Regions from separate parts of the Mus musculus genome. Here region 1 is linked to region 2. The links are chromatin contacts, called in public HiCAR-type maps. All regions are on one chromosome and are shown on one strand. The core of a region is the stretch at or near the end of the contact, and the rest is flanking DNA. Distances in the headings are between cores, read along the strand shown. Region 1 has its middle 18 kb from the start of Gm33391. Region 2 has its middle 110 kb from the start of Gm33687.

Region 1 (5,129 bases), core at 544-3,043, 510 kb after region 2:
AGTAGGACCTGGGGTTTTAAGGGTTCTAAGGTGAGATAAGTAATTTCCTTCCCAATTTGCTTTTAGATTTATTTATTTATTTATTTATTTATTTATTTATTTAATGTATGAGTATTCTATTTGCATGTACACCTCATGCCAGAAGAGGCATCAGATCACACTATAGATGGTGTGAGCCACCATGTGGTTGCTGGGGATTGAACTCAGGACCTCTGAATAAGCAGACAGTGCTCTTAACCCCTAAGCCATCTCTTCAGCCTCCCAATTTACTTTTAGTCATAGCCTTTATCACAGTAATAGAAAGTAAACTAGAACAGAAGATGCATAAAATTTGTTCCCTGAGCACAGACATACAAGTTTTTTTTTTCCCCTAGATACCTCTGCATAAGAGGAGCTGCCTGGGGTAGGGGCTGGAGTATATGCTAGTACCCAGAATACTGTTGTACAGTTTCAACTTTATCTGAGTGAGCTCACATGGCCCCAACAACTTTTAGAAGGTGGGGTTGTACCCATCTTACAGACAAAGAAATAGAGGCTTATAGCAATGAAGTACCTCACTTGGAACCCTCACAACTAGGAAGTGACAGTAAGAACAGGCACGGCATATTGTGCTATTCAGGACTTCCCTGTGGACCTGAGGAGACAGAGGTTCCTTGGTTCCTTAGGACTGAGACCTGTGACCTGTAGGATAAGGGACTCTACAGTCCTTCTCTATCCCTGGGTCATAGGAGACAGGTAACAAACCCCAACTGTTGTTAAAAGAGACTAGGTGCTGAGGTAAAGCTCTGAAGCATCTCCCGGCAGCAGTACCGGGTCTGGGGCTGTGAGGAGCCTGCAGTAGGATTTGCTGCAGAATTTCATTGGACCCCTCTTTGTCTGAGAAACCAAGATGGGAGTGAAGTGTGCTTTCCCGAGGCCGAACCTTGATTGGCCAGGGCTCCTCAAGCACATAGGCTCCCGAGGTGGTTTAGTAAAGGGTCACTAGCACCTCCTTGTCCCTTCCCATTGTCTTGTTCCTGCTCCTGCCACAGGTCACCTCCACTACAGCAAGGGAAGAGGTGGGAGCCTGTGGAAGAGGCAATCAACCAGCTGGGGTGGGGTGGGGTGGTAAGGAACGCGGCTCCTCAAGTTGCTAGAATACTTGGCCTAAGACACCAGGGTCAGGCAGTCTCACAGGAAGCTGGGTCTCCGCCCTTCCCCTTGAGCTTCCTAGTAAAAATAACTGATGTTTCCTGAAGCGTTCACATGTGGCAGGAAGGCTGAGCTCGGAGCTGCCAGGTCACCACCAAGATTCCTTTTGTTTTGCAATGGATAGGATAGAAAGAATGTCTCTCTCTCTCTCTCTCTGCCTCACCTCCTCTTCCTCCTCATCACTTCTGCCTTCTTTTTATTTAGAATTCCTAAATTCCTCTTACGGAAGAGCTAAGCTCCTCTTTGCCCTACAGTGTGGAAACAACATCACTGATAATGTCAGGTAATTAATTCAATGGCAAACAGACTGAAACAAATTGTAACTCCAGTGCATTTAGTTTTTGTTCTTTTCTGTTTTGAGAAGAGTTATTATGGCAAGAAACAGTTTCCCTTGCAATTATACTCAACTTAAAAAAAAAAAAACAGAACAAAACAACAAGACTAAGAACACCTTAGGTGTTCAGGGTTCATGTGGCTATTTCCAGAGTCATGAAGAGGGATGGATATAAATGACTTAAATGTGGAAACAAGCATCGCGGCTGGTGATTCTCGACCTTGTGCGATATGAGCTCTTGGGCTAATTGTGCAACCTTTGAAAAAGCCACACTTAGTTTAAGGGTTGGTTCTGCACCCTGCACTGGTCAAACAAAACCTTTGCATAATAAAAGGCTTGGCTTTGCCTATCCCGTAGTTGGTTGGGTCTTTGGTTGGGTCAGACCAAGCCAGGCCCCTCGTTTCTGTTTCTTTTGGGGGTGGGGTCGGATGGGGGGTGTTTTGTTTGTTTGTTTTTTTGTTTTAGACAAGGTTTTCTTCTGTAGCCCAGGCTGGCCTGGAACTCGCTAGGTTGCTAGGGTTGGGGTTTTGAACCTACAGAAATCCTCAGAGTACAGGCACAAACTCCTGTTTATCCGATAGTTTCCTCAAGGAGGATATTTCAGTTCTCTTCCTCTTTTTCCCTCCTGCCAATGTGGTGCTCAGACTTGGAGCTAGAGGATAAAGAGAACATCTCAGAGGTTTTTGCACCTCATAACTTGTCAGTTACTGACTAGCAACTGAAGGAAACGCTTCTGCTTTGAATCGCCTACGCCCTTGGCGCCACCTGCTGGTCGCATCGCGCCAATGCAGCTCTGATCCGTGGAGAATCTAAGCCTACCTTCTGAGCCAAACCTGAGAAAATCTGGTGAGTTGTTGCACACCAGCATCTCCTTCTTTACCCCCAGCATCTCCACACCCAAGCTAGTGCCCTCTGCTCCCCTCGGTATGAGGAGAGCTGCTAGCCTAGGTAGGGGACTAGAGAGATGGCTCGGTAACTAAGGAACTGCAGAGGAACTGAGTTTGAGTCCCAGCACCCAGGGATCCATGGGATTCGACACCTTTGGTCTACATAGACATCCCCTCCCCCCTCCTTCCACCACAGATCTAATCTGGAGGTTTGCTCCCTCAAGCAAAGAGGTCATCAGAGTCACTTCTGAACAGCGATTTCCCCTTGACCCAGGGGCCACTTTTGAAGAACTTCCCTGTGTGTTTGTGACTGCGGACTTGGTGGACCTGTGAGCAGGACATCTGTGGCCCAGCTAGCCATAGGCCTCACTGAATAGACTCTAGCTTACAGTGGGCCCTGGGCTGCATTTTTAACCGGCACCCATTGGACCTGGGCCTCTTTGGCCTGAAGAATCACCTTGCTTAGCAGCATCCTTCCGCAGCTCCGCTTCCAAGCTCCACCGGAAGCCGCTGCGCGCTGAACTGAGCTTTCTCTGGTCTAGGGTCTGCCTTTCCTTTACAAGGATATTCCTTCAGTGCTCATCGCAGGTCCTTAAGGGGCCTGTGTGTGCGTGTGTGCGTGTGTGTGTGTGTGTGTGTAAGCTTAGGGATGTCACTTGACTTTCCTAAAGACAGGGGAATAGTGTTTGATCCAACCAAGTCAGTCGGATTTCAAAACTGCTCCTTCTTATCCACCTTTCCCCCTCTCCTCTTCTCATCCTGTCCCTCCTCGTATTTCCCTTCTTGCCCGGCTCCTTTCTTGTCCCCTTTCCTCTGTTCTCCCCCTCCCCAGTCCTCCTCAGTACCCTCCATCCTTCCCCCTCCTCCCCTTGTCCTCCCCTCCACACTTTGGTATGCTTTACACGGGTCCAGGTTCTCCTAGCATCCCTCGGGCCCCTTCCTGGCAAACCCTGCCCCCAACCCTGAACTTTCCAGCCCAGGGGCAGGGGCTGGGCTCCCCCTCCCCAAGCTCTTTCCTATATAAAACAGACATCTTGGTCTCCTTCTCCTCTCGCCTCTCTTCCTGCTCTTCCCCTTCACCTTCTCGGAGTGCACGATTTCTCTCTTTCTCTTCCCCCCTCCCATCTGTGTTCCAAGGAATAGGAGAAACTGGAGTTCAGGTGGTTGTAGCCACCAGGTATGTGCTGGGAACCCAGCCCAGGCCATTTGTAAGAGTAGCTAGTGTCCTTAACCACGGAGCCATCCCTCCAGGTCCCCCCTTTTACTTGCACAGATAGTTGTCTTTAAAAAAATTTTTTTATTGATTTTGAGACACCATGTAGACAAGACTGGCCTCGGGCCTTTTCACAATCTTAAAGCACACAGAATTTCTTGGGGCAGCTAAGATGGAATATAGGTTCTAGTAAGTAATGACTCAGGAGTATCAGAGGGGAGAGTGTGCTACCCTTGGGATGTTTGGATGTGCCCATCCACTGAGCTATTTAAGGCATATTAAATATTAGGCTACGTGTGTGCATGCACGTGTGTGTGCGTGTGTGTGTGTGTGTGTGTGTGTGTGTGTGCGTTTTACTTGGGAATCCAGAATATTGGGGCGGGTAGTCGGGGGTGAGTAGAGTGCACTAATTGGCTGCTGCTACAGTGGGGTCTGCCTCTTGCTATGCGGCAGGTGGAGCTCTCCCCCTGGGTTTGCTAGTGGCGTAGCCACCCATCAGTCTTTTCTCCCTCCCCGCCCATTGGATCTGGAGATCCCTAAAGCGGAGATCATTTGTCTCTGTGGTTCTCACAACAGTGTCTGAACACTTATCATGTGCCAGATGCCCCACTAAGTGCTTTTGTGTTTCATTATCTGAAGTGGATGGTGTTAGGACCCTCAGGGCTTATTTTAGTTACTTCGTCTGGGTTTCCTCTTGTTGTTTGAGATAGAGGTCTGTCTTAGGGTTTCTATTCCTGCACAAACATCACGACCAAGAAGCAAGTTGGGGAGGAAAGGGTTTATTCGGCTTACACTTCCATACTCTGTTCATCACCAAGGAAGTCAGGACTGGAACTCAAGAAGGTCAGAAAGCAGGAGCTGATGCAGAGGCCATGGAGGGATGTTCTTTACTGGCTTGCTTCCCCTGGCTTGCTCAGCCTGCTCTCTTATAGAACCCAAGACTACCAGCCCAGAGATGGTCCCACCCACAAAGGCCCTTTCCCCCTTGATCACTAATTGAGAAAATGCCGTACAGCTGGATCTCATGGAGGCATTTCCCCAACTGAAGCTCCTTTCTCTGTGATAACTCCAGCTGTGTCAAGTTGGCATAAAACTAGCCAGTACAATTGACCCCTTGTCAACACAAACACATCACTAGTAAGTCTCAACCCTTACATTCTTATTCATCCCCAAGATCTAAATAACTTTAAAATTTCAATCTCTTTAAAATATCCATTTCTTTTAAAACCCAAAGTCAAGCCGGGCATAGTGGCGCACGCCTTTAATCCCAGCACTTTGGAGGCAGAGGCAGGCGGATTTCTGAGTTCGAGGCCAGCCTGGTCTACAAAGTGAGTTCCCGGACAGCCAGGACTACACAGAGAAACCCTGTCTGGAAAAACTAAAAAAAACAAAACAAAACAAAAAAAAACAACCCAAAGTCTTTTTACAATTGAAAGTCTCTTAACTGTGAGCTCCACTAAAATAATTTCTTCCTTCAAGAGGGAAAAATATCAGGGCATAGTCA
Region 2 (5,350 bases), core at 2,127-4,626:
TTATGGTTTGAATGCTAATGGGGCAGTCCTCTACCCCAGCCTACTCCAAGCTCCCTCTGTAGCTCTACACTTGAGACCTTGTCTAAGTGGCATTTCAATGAGATGGTAATGGATGCTCAAATCAGATGAAGAGGAGCTATAGTGGTGGTGTGGATGAAAGAAGGGTTCAGCTTCTTATCTTGGGAAGGAAGAAATGGTATCTATGTACTCAGAGAGGCATGGATTGGAGTGTCATCCATCAAAGGGCTTCAGCTGTGTGTCAGGCCTCAAGCCTTTTTCTCCCAGTCAGTTCTGTATACTGGCAAATAAATAAAGGCACTGCATAATGAATACCTGTATGTTCTCAGTGCTAGGCTATGTGCTTTACACCCATTTAACTCCTATTTTACAGACAAAGAAACGAACAAGCAACCTATTCAGTGTCATTGGATTTGGGGTTTAAACACAACTCTCAGCGGTTACACTAAGCCACTGCTGACTTGGGACCACAGAAAATAACAAAAGTATCAGATAGTTGTCCTTGCAAAAAGACCTTATGGAGAGTTGAGGAAGAAGTGTAAGTACAAAGGGTAGAGGTGGAAAAGAAATGCCTTACCGAGCCGGTGAAGTACGGAGCTCAAGTGTGGGTACAGACATGACAATACACAGTTCCCTGGACATGGAGTGGCGTCTAGGAAACTGGAAAGCATAGTCAGTCCCCATCCCTTACAAGAAGCAGAGCCAGGGTGTTAGCTTCAGAGTGGGTGTCTCAGCGACCCACTCAGCGAGGCTCCTGCTTATGGCGCTAGACTTGTAGGCATTCAGCAAAGAGAGAGACCTTTGTCTACTTCTTCTTTTGAGATTTGGATTTACTCGAGACCATCTGACTCTTTTATTTTGTTTTTTTTTTAAAAGAGTTGAAGTTTTATATAAAATTGTTCTAAATTTTATGGCTTCCAATTTCGAAATCCAATAATCCTATTTCCTTTACTTTAAAAGTAGATTTTTTTTTTTAGCTACCTCAAGTCCTAATGGAGTTAAAAGGAATATAAATCTTCAGTAGAGTTTTTCTAGGTCTTAGTTTTTTTCAGCAGTTCCCAGTGCTCTGCTGTGTCTTCCATATCTGCTGGTTTGGCTCCCACTCTCCTCTGTCAACTCCCGTGCTTGGGGATTTTCTGCAGTCAGGTCAGAGAGAAGGCAGAGTTCTCCAAGCAACACAGGACAGAGTCTCTGAATGCCATCTGACTCTGGTCACCTCAAAAACACTACTCAGTTATCAAGGCCAAGCGAAGATAAATTCATTTTTAGTTTCATTCCACTTGCATGTCGTCAGGGTGGCTTTTCTTGGGCTGGAAGCAAAGGTGCATGGAGGTTGGCCCAGATGGGGCTGGGGGATGGTGAGAGCATTTACATCTACATCCAGATCCACTTCTTTGTCTCCATCACTCCTCTGTCCCAATAGTTATGTGACTTAGGACATATCATTTCATTTTCTTAACCTCACTTCCCTCACTTATGAATACAAAACAGGACGAGCAATTATTCCCATGCAGATTAAACAAGACCACAACTATTAAAAAAAAGGCTTACAGTACACCAATGCTCAGCCGTTATTACCAAGGTTTACCTTTGAAGTGGGAGTGGGTGGGTTGGGGAGCAGGGCAGGGGTAGGGAATAGGGGGCTTTGGGGATAGCATTTGAAATGTAAATGAAGAAAATATCTAACAAAAAATGCCTTATAAAAATTTAACCCACTAAGCGTCTCAGGTCTCTAGAAATCCTCTACTATAAATACTGTTGTGCTTCTGCCAGTTTCAGCCTGTTTAAGCACTGAAATTGGAATACAGTATTTCATAATGCCCCCTGATACTCCTTTCTTAGGCTCCTACATGGACAGTCATCAATACCCAGAGCTTTCAAATGTCTGACTTTGCAACTGTCCACTCAGCATTTACACACACACACACTCACACACATACTACATGTACTAATACATACATACATACACTCACACATACACACATGCACACAATATTCATGCACACATTCACACACACATATATACTCACACAAACACACATACACACATCTACCCATGCACACACACTAACACACATGCATACACACATACACATGCACACACACGCTCAAGGACACATGTGCACACATGCAAACACTCACATACATGTACACACTCAAATGTATATGTGTAACAATCAAGGGCTTCAGTGAGTAAAAGGATGGCATTCAAGATGATGACTTATGCTCGGCGTTTGAGAGGCATCAAGAGAGTAGAGAGTGCATGCTGACTCGAGAAGTCCTGACTCTGGTCAGCTCTCGCCTTGCCATATGATCCTGAACCAGTTGCTTTGTCTCCCGGTGATGTCTGGATCTTCTAAAGTTGGGGAAACAGATGATGTGTAAACAAGGGAGTTGAAATTCCAATAACCATTATGAGCCCGAAGCTTATGTTTTAGTATGTTTGGCCACTTAACTCCGTGAAAGTTCATTTTAGTAAACAAAATTTTGCTGGTCCTGTGCTGTGTGGCTGGTCCTGTGCTGTGTGGCTGGTCCTGTGCTGTGTGGCTGGTCCTGTGCTGTGTGGCTGGTCCTGTCTGTGTGGCTGGTCCTGTGCTGTGTGGCTGGCTGGTCCTGTCTGTGTGGCTGGTAGGCAGTGAGCCTCATCTCAGACCCCTGGGGTATGCACAATGGTGGTCTCTCACCTGAGAACTGAAACAGCCGCTGACATTGAGGAGTCTCTGAATCTACTCATGTTTTCCGGTTAACCCCTCCATCCTTCTATTCTTTTTAAATGTAGTACTTGATGCATATTAACATATTGAACACCCCAAAACCAACCGATCATCCAACACCAAACAAAGGATAGAATTTAACCCTGTGAGGATCTGTATGCTTTACCCCACCTGCTCGCCTCTTCCTACAGAACTCCACTATCCTGGAGATCACATCTATATCTTCCTTTAAAATGAAATCTCCATGTAGTCTATATCCTCAAGGAGCTCATTGCTTAGTTCTGCTTGTTTCATACCGGATGAAGATGGTATCTGGCAGGATCAATCTTCTACACTGTTTTTCTGTTCCTTGCCATGCCAAGATGCTCTGATCCTGTCTCCTGCTGCTAGCAAATTCCTACCACGTATACCCTGTGCAATCTCTAGAAAACACCAGACCAAGTCTTTCTCCAGTGGAAATAACTGTGTCCCTGCCCTCACCCCTCAGTTTTGAGAGAAATTCTGAATTTCTTCATTCACACGGCTCTCTGCCTCTCCCAGGTAGTTGTAGATTTCAGGCAACCGCCTGGGTTCTATGGGATTGCTTTCTAAGGCAACCTTGGCCCATTGCTGCTAGTGGCCTTGGGAGCAGGCTGCTTCCTGTTCCCTGTCTTCTGTTTCTAGCTGGCTTTAGTAATTCAGAGACTTCCACCTGCCTGCCCAGTTCTTCCTTCTCTACTCACACTTGCCCTTTTTCCAGCTCAGTAACCTTTTCTTCCTAGCCCCTCTCCCCACTTGGTGAGTGAGTGTGTGTGTGTGTGTGTGTGTGTGTGTGTGTGTGTGTGTGTGTGTGTGTGTGTGTGTTGCTGCAGCTCTTTGGGTGTTAAGCAAGGGCTCAATACTGAGCTATATCCTCAGCCCTTTAGTATTCCTCAATGCCTAGGCACTGTGATGCTACTACTCCAGAGTTGACCTTACATCCGGTGGAGAAAGAACTCTTGGCCCACCTTCTAGGAATTTGGCAGGCATTTGACCTTGGGCTAAGACAAGGAACTAGGTTCAAGACAATACAGCTGAGGAGTGTGTTCTTTGTATCTTGATGGGACTTGTTAGGACCCTGAATACAGTAATCATGGGACCTTTGTTTGTGCTTTGTTTGTTCCTTAACTACTCTGCTTATGGCTTAAGACTGACCATATCCTTTGTATGTACCTAGAATGATATAAAAGCAAACTTGATAAAAGTAAACCCACTTTAGCCTCAGCACTGGCTGGAGTCATGTTATAATGTTGTCTAATTAATTTTTCTTTCTTTAATCCTCACTCCCTCCCTTTAGACCCTGCCAACGGACTAAACTGGCTTGGTCAACATCCCATCTGCCTTTGTATCCACTACATTCTCTGACTAGAGTACAGGGCCCACTAGAATCTCTCCTTCCCTGTTCATTCTCTCCAGTGCACTGAACAGAGGGTGTCGTGTAGCTTCATTTTCTTACTTGCAGAGCTGCTCAGTTGCTGTTTGTTTTCCTTTAAAGAATTCAGTGATGGCAAATGTTATATATTTCATTCACTAATATGTCCTAAAATCTGGAACAGTAGTTAACAAAAAGTAGATGCTCAGAAAATATTTGTGGACTGAATAAATAAAATCAGAAGTAAGTTTGTTAATAAGGGTCTGGCTGGAAACAGATTACAGAATGTTTGTTCATATAGTCTTTGCTATCAGCAGTCAAGTCTTTTTAACTTCTCCCTGTCTTGCCTCAAAGAATGCTGGCATTCCCAAGTCCCCATCACTGAAATCAAGACAGTGCATTTCACTGTGTGAGTCCCCCCCACATAAGGCTCTTGTAGTTTAAGTGATGTTGCAGGGGACTATTGATAAGCCCTTCCCTCTGAGAACCTTCAATATGTCCTACCTTCCAGTCATATATGCCTTGACTAGATATCATTTCTCAGGTCACTAAACCTGCCTCTGCATTGGTTGGCATTGCTTACTCCTGAAGAAGGGAGAGAATGCGTGACTCTAAGTATGCTAATGCTCATTTGACCAGAGCCTCAGGTAGATCAGGGACATTTTTGCTTTGACTGTCCTTATGACTTTCAAGAAATGGATTTGGGTAAGGACTTGCCAATGAGTAATGGAGAAGACTAAGGAAATATGCCTGCTTCTCTCTTACATTTTTTTCTGGGAACTTCACACTTCCATCAAGGTTACACATTTGGTAAGCAGGGTGATAAAACCAATGCCTATAATTAGTCCATCATCATTCTGAAAGAAATGGAAGTGTTTGTATTGCTGGCATATCTAAGCATAGCTTCCAGATTTGCCCACATTTCCTCTCAATGCTTCAATTAGGGTTAGCACTTCTATGTTGGTATTTGGAGGAAGGAAGGATATCGTACTTCTCCTCCTTATGTAATACTCCTGATGATACACCGGAGCAGGCTGCTTATTGCTACTCCCACTTGCTCTAGATGTTAGAATCACAGTGAGTGTAGACTTCAGTCTGTCCTGTCTTCTCGATTACACTGATAAAGAAAATGAGGCTCCCCCAAAAGATGAACTGAGAGTGCCTGTTGTTGTTATTTATTTGAGGTAAGGTCTTCTGTGTAACCTAGGCTAGACTGAAACTTTCCTTT

The links. HiCAR-type assays count read pairs that join an accessible place to other places.
Region 1: a contact with region 2 is called in a HiCAR-type map of embryonic stem cells, with 4 times the contacts expected there. The contact joins two enhancer-like sites. A contact is called at or near these places in 2 of 115 datasets of contacts at active chromatin or transcription factors (both in embryonic stem cells).

Annotation. Positions count from the first base shown.
Region 1 is chr8:86,901,013-86,906,141 of GRCm38.p6, forward strand. No RefSeq gene overlaps it. Among named protein-coding and RNA genes, the nearest start is that of Gm33391, 18 kb to the right of the region's middle. Within about 2 kb of position 1,794, at least 44 of the 459 cell types and tissues checked have an H3K27ac peak or open chromatin away from gene starts, as enhancers often do. A contact at or near this core is called in embryonic stem cells, where this site is marked.
Region 2 is chr8:86,390,220-86,395,569 of GRCm38.p6, forward strand. No RefSeq gene overlaps it. Among named protein-coding and RNA genes, the nearest start is that of Gm33687, 110 kb to the left of the region's middle. Within about 2 kb of position 3,377, at least 5 of the 459 cell types and tissues checked have an H3K27ac peak or open chromatin away from gene starts, as enhancers often do. A contact at or near this core is called in embryonic stem cells, where this site is marked.